Regions from separate parts of the Capsicum annuum genome. Here region 2 is linked to region 1. Evidence: chromatin contacts called from public Hi-C data. All regions are on one chromosome and are shown on one strand. The core of a region is the stretch at or near the end of the contact, and the rest is flanking DNA. Distances in the headings are between cores, read along the strand shown.

Region 1 (3,141 bases), core at 386-2,885:
AGTGGAACAACAGATTCCAGCAGTTGCACTTGCTATCAATAACCATGAGAAATAAGATAATAGACATTAGTGAACAACATAATCTCTATCATATTTAGCTTAAACTGAATAAATGCCAACCTGATTTGTTTAGAAAGAGCACAGTGGTAATATTTGTCTACAAAAGTAGTAGTAAGAGATTTGATAACCCAAAGAACCAAACTAATGCGAAAATTGATAATTAATCATATTAAAAAATCATGTGAGGAGAACCAATTTTTTTGCCATGTGACCAGGAGGTCATGGGTTCAAGCCTTAGAAACAGCCTCCGACAAAATGCAAGGTAAAGCTATGTATAATACACCCTTGTGGTGGATCCTTTCTTGACCTTGCGCATAGTGGAGCTTTAGTGAATCGGACTGCCATTTTTACGTGGGAAGGAGCAAGAGAAAATGTTACACATAAAGTGGTCTATTTTTATTTTTTGTGTAAATAAAGAATTGAAAATTACTTTTCCATTTGTCAGGTCTGAACACTTGGTCTTACTTATGTGAAGATCCAAAGTTTCATAAAGGAGAAAAACAAAGGACGAGGAAATACTTGAACAATATTAGTTGGTTTTGACATTTTTGTAAAACATTGCAGTGACCCGAATATTGCATAGAGAACCTAACATGTTTGTTTGGACTCAATATTCTGAGTTCCTACAATAACTTGGTCTCTTGTCTGACACTAAATACTATACTAAAAAACCAACACAACATTTAGCAGAATGTAGTAAAAAGGTAAATTTTCATGCTTTAATTTTTCTTTCAATTGCTTGACCCCTTCCCCCTGATCTACAAAATATTGGTTATTCTGTTTTCAAAATTCAACCAGCAGTTGAAAATTTTCGAATTCCTCTAATTGCTAGAGGTCATGAAGTGATAAATGTAATTCCATTGGAAAAATGGGCACAATGCATTAGAAAACAATTGAAAGTTACCTCAGAACAAGTCAAAGTCAAGATACGATAAGTTCAAAGATGGGAAAAAGGGAGCGTATTGTATTCAAAGGGATGAACGAGAGTTATACCAGTAAGCATGAGAATGGAGTCTTGAGGAAACTTGAATCGATTGGTGAGCAAGAACCTCATACATTTGGCATCATTGATGCATCCCTTGAGTTCATTCTTGGTGTTCTTATACGAAATACCAACAATCACAGCTCTCTTTCGCGCGCCCTGTGACAAGGAATTTTGACCTGAAGTTAAGTGGTAATTATAAGGAGACGGGGGAGGAGCTAGAGGATAGTAGTGGTTATTGTAGGCAGAAGCTGGTGTTGGTGGTGGTGGCGGGGCAGGGGCTGTAGGATAGTAGGCGGAAGGACGTGGTGGTGGTAGTGGTGCTGGATTAGTGCGAGGGTCAGCGATAAGAGTTACGGCTCGGCAGATGGCGCAGCGTATGGACTTTGCACCTGGTGGAAGTTGTAAGGGTGTGTGGCAGTTGGAACAGTTGACAAGCATCATCTTTTTTTTTTCCTCAATTAATTAACAGTGGAACTTCGATTAAGATAATTGAATATGGTGATCACTTTTATGTATTAGTGGATTGATGGGTGACAGCAAAGAGTGAATTTATTTATTTATAGATAAAATAAAATGAAAAAAAAGAAATGGAAGTTGGTAGGAATGAGAATGGAGGAGGAGACGAAGGCTCGTAGGTTGACTTTCATGCATGTCTACCCTATTATTATAAATTTTGATTATTTAAAAAATATAGGCAATTTTTCAAATATAATGCCCAACTAAATAAGTTTATAACTGCAATCTACGATCTATATCTATATCTATAATATATTAAAAATGTAAAGACTTTGAATTTAACTTTTTGTCTTTTATTAAAATATTTTTTTTAGACAAAATTATCTTTTCACTATTTTCTTTAATTATTATTTAATTATTTTTATTATATTAACTAGACTACTAAAATATATGAGACTCTTAAAATATATGAAAGGATAATCAATTAATATTTTTTCTTGTGCTGATCAATTAGAAGTCCAAAGACTTTTCTTTAGATAAAATTGTCTTTTCACTATTTTTTTTAATTATTATTAAATTATTTTTATTATATTAACTAGACTGCTAAAATATATAGGACTCCTAAAATAAATGGAAGGAGAATCAATTAATATTCTTCCTTGTACTGATCAATTAGAAAAATACTAGGACTCTATTAAGGAAATACTTATATAAATATTGAGATGCATGTTAAACTACCGAAGAAATCAATTTACATATTGGGAAAATATGATCGATGTTCATCGAACTTAATTCGGTTGCATGTCTAGATTGATGGATGTTTAATTTTCGAATCCTCAACTTCTTCACGGTTTTTGTCAATATAATAGAATTCAACGTGTGTATATATATATATATATATCTTCTTTGTTTTCATTCAGGTCATTCTTTAAGGTCAAAATTTTCGCTCACACAAGAATTATTTTCATCAAAATTGAAGCTTTGTAATCGTAATTGTATTATTTTATTGTAGTTTACAGGTGGTAGATGAATGTCGGTCAGCTTCGGGGATTTTTTTTAGGCAAAGATTAGATTTAATTGTATTATTTTTATATCTCTGTTTTGAGAAAAAATTTTGTGTAAAGGTTAAGTTTAGTTGTATTATTTTGATGTCTCTATTATCGTATTATTTTGTTATAGTTTACAGATGGTAGATGAGTGTCAGACGGCTTTAAGAAAATTTTTGTGTAGTTATATTGTTTTGATGTCTCTTTCATCGCATTAGATGAATGTCGATCGACTTTGACAATTTTTTTTTTGGTAAATGTTAGGTTTAATTAAATAAATTCTCCAAAGATGTTGAATTTAATTATTGTATTTATCTTTGTTATTTAGACAAATATCTTATTTAGTGTAACGTTTGAACTCAATAAAGTGAGGTACACGCGCGAGTCACGTATACCTAAACTAGTAAAATAAAAAAGAGAAGAGAGCTTATAATTTCACCAATTAAATAAGTTTATAACTGTGTTTTTTAGATGAATAATATTAGTTAACTTTTCGAAGAAAAATTGCTGTTTACTTAATATGTTTCATTGTACATGATAATTTTAATATTTTCTCTAGTCTTCTTTGACACTAAGAGGGGGTTCAAATTTCCA
Region 2 (3,165 bases), core at 187-2,686, 58 kb after region 1:
TTGTATATATAAAAAGTAATATTTTAACTATTTATAAATAGTACAGTTTTCTGACGAAGGAGGTTAAGATGAACACTTTGGCCACAAGTTGGTTCTGCCCTTGAAGGCGAATTCAGGATTTGAAATCTCCGATTGATTGAATCGATAAGTCTACTTGGCACCTTGAGACTCCGAATCCTGAATCTGCCTTTGTATATATATATGTGTGTGTGTGTTTGTGTGTGTGTGTTGTGTTTATGCAAACGTGTGCTGCATGTTTATTTCAAGTTATTTACAATACAAAATCTGAATTACTAATGATATATTTGAAAGAAAAAAAGAACTACATCTTGAGCATAATAATAACATAAATACTTGTAACAAATTAATAATAACAAGAAGGATTATGGTAAAACAAAGTTAATCGATAAAAAATCTTAATGAGGAGACTACTTTTAATAGATTCTCGACTCACAAGAAATAATTGTACAATAATAACATACTCAGTGTAATAATAAATCTTACCCGTACGAGATAGATGAGTTGTTTCTGATAAACCGTTGACTAAAAACAATAATTATACATACATTTTCCCATAGGCATTTGTTATAATCACAGTTATTTTCTGACAACCAATCTAAAGTTACACATGAATTATCATATGTTTTTGGCTATAGAAGAAACTCCTTTCACTGTAACCCTCAACTTATATGAATTTGACAAACTATAAAACACAATGACACTAAAAGAACAAAATAATGAAAAAACTATTGCTTGAATTCATCTTTATTTTTTTTATTGATCAATCAATAAAAAATGGGAGGAAAAAAGAAGAATAGCGTGTTAGAAAATTTACGGGAAACGTTTAAGAAAAATGAAGTAGCTAAAGACAATAAATCCTATTTGACTTACAATTACAAAAATCAAATGTGTACTACTATGATTTTTCTTTAAAACAGGTCAGAAATATCTTTCACGTATTAAAATTGATTCAAAAATAAAAAATATACTCAATTAAATTATTATGTCAGAAATACCCTTCAAGTATTAAAATTGATTTAAAAATACCCATATCCACCTTTATGGCTGATAAATACCCTTGCAACTAACTATTTTTGTAAATCATAATTAAAATTTTGAAAAAGAGTCAGAAATATCCGCTGAGTATTGAAATTGGTTCAAAAATACCCCTCCATCCACCTTTATAGCTCAAAAATATCCTTACAGCTAACGATTTTTTAAATCATAATTAAAATTTTTATTAAATGTGTGATAATTTTTTATTGGTCAAAACTAAATTAATTAAAATATTAAGCCCAATCCGGATTCAACTAAAACTGCTCAATTCAAACTCTACAAAATCAATCATAATTTTGATCGATGAATGATGTGAAGTGTGTGGTGTGAAGTGGTCTTGTAAGGGAATACACGTGCCCAGTGATGGCAAGACAATCTGATATATACAAACAAAAATAGAGACAACTACTTAGGAAAGAATATAATATGTTTTTGATACAAACTAAATATGTCACATAAAATGAAATGGAGGAGGTAACAAGATAGTGTTGCCTAAGACGTGGCATAACCAAGACATCCCAATTAGTTTTGCTAGCTAAGACAAAGAAATATATATCACAAAGAAATATCAAACTAACATTATAATTAGGGGATAGAATTCTTCACAACATTACATTAGACTGACAAATTCTAAGTCAACAAAGTTCCTATATTTGATAGAAAAAATTACTCATACTACTGGGTAGTTTTAGTTGAGGCAAATTTTGTACGAATTGGGTTAGGTAGTTTGAGTTGGGTTCGGATTGGATTTAACATTTTAATTAATTTAGTTTCAATCAATAAAAAGCTGCCATGTATTTAATAAATTTTTTAATTATGATTTTAAAAACAAATTAGCTGAAAGGGTATTTTTGAGCTATAAAGGTGTATGGGGGTATCTTTGAATCAATTTCAATACTTAAAAGGGTATGTTTGGCCCTTTTCCAAATTTTTAATTATGATTTTAAAAGTCCATTAGTTGCAAGAGTATTTTTGAGTCATAAAGGAGGATGGAGGGGTATTTTTAAATCAATATCAATACTTGAAGGGTATTTCTGGCTCAACAGGTTAACAGAGGATATTTTTGAACGAATTTTAATACTTTAAGGATATTTCTGATCCTTTTCCGAAAAACGAAAAACTTACCCAATAGTATGACAGATAGATGACACTTTTACCATATATATATATATATATATATACTAGTTTAGGTATACGTGCCTTGCGCGTGTACCTCACTTTAATGAGTTCAAACATTACACTAAATAAGATATTTATTTAAATAATAAAAATAAATATAATAATTAAATTTAATATCTTTTGAGTATGTAAAGATGGATAATTCATTTATCAAACCTAATCTTCAATATTTATAGAAGTATTTCCTTAATAAAGTCCTATTTTAGGAGTATTTTTTTAATTGAACAGTAGAAAAAAATATTAATTAATTCTCCTACCATATATTTTAGGAGTCCCATACATTTTATGAAGTCTAGAAAAATGCTAATTATATCTACTACCATATATTTTAGGAGTCTCATATATTTTAGAAAGTCTAGTTAATATAATAAAAAATAATTAAATAATAAATAAAAAATAATGAAAAGATAATTTTGTTTAAAGAATTGTCAAAAAGTATATATATATATATATATATATATACACACATTATGTATACTTTATATTTGGCTGAGGTCATAATAATTTGTGTCCAGCAGTTAAATGTGATAAAAAAAAATTGTTTTGGGTGGGTGGGTGGGGGATTGTGTGTGTTTAGCTAGTGCATGTCTCGAATACAAATTTCCAACTACAGTCTCTTCAGACTTATTCGCGCCTTGTCATCGCCTTGTCATCTGTTCCTATTGGTGTACGCATAGAAAAAAGATTTACTCTTAATTTCAGTTGAGAAATGAAAAACAAAAACTTCATCTATAAAATTTTGACCACTAAAAGAGAACAAAAGAGACCGCTATCGATCACATATTTTTTATTTTGTGGAAATTATAGGTCAATAGTAATGGTTAGACTTTACTAATCCAACTTCTAATTTAAGTTCAACTTTGAAAAAACGATGATACTACTAAGGCAGAATACATACATTGAGCAGTGACAGATCTACATACAATTCAA

Evidence for each region. A called contact is a pair of places that touch in the nucleus more often than the background predicts.
Region 2: a Hi-C map of placenta shows a contact between it and region 1, with 2.8 times the contacts expected there. The contact joins the enhancer-like site here to the promoter of LOC107873093 in region 1. A contact is called at or near these places in 2 of 5 Hi-C or Micro-C datasets (leaf and placenta).

The regions. Positions count from the first base shown.
Region 1 is chr3:118,533,766-118,536,906 of UCD10Xv1.1, forward strand. LOC107873093 (metacaspase-1) reads right to left here and starts at 1,636. Exons shown (of 5, transcript XM_016719819.2): 1 at 1,054-1,636. The coding sequence starts at 1,486.
Region 2 is chr3:118,592,080-118,595,244 of UCD10Xv1.1, forward strand. No RefSeq gene overlaps it. Among protein-coding and RNA genes, the nearest start is that of LOC107873093, 58 kb to the left of the region's middle. Within about 2 kb of position 1,437, at least 2 of the 5 cell types and tissues checked have an H3K27ac peak or open chromatin away from gene starts, as enhancers often do. A contact at or near this core is called in leaf, where this site is marked.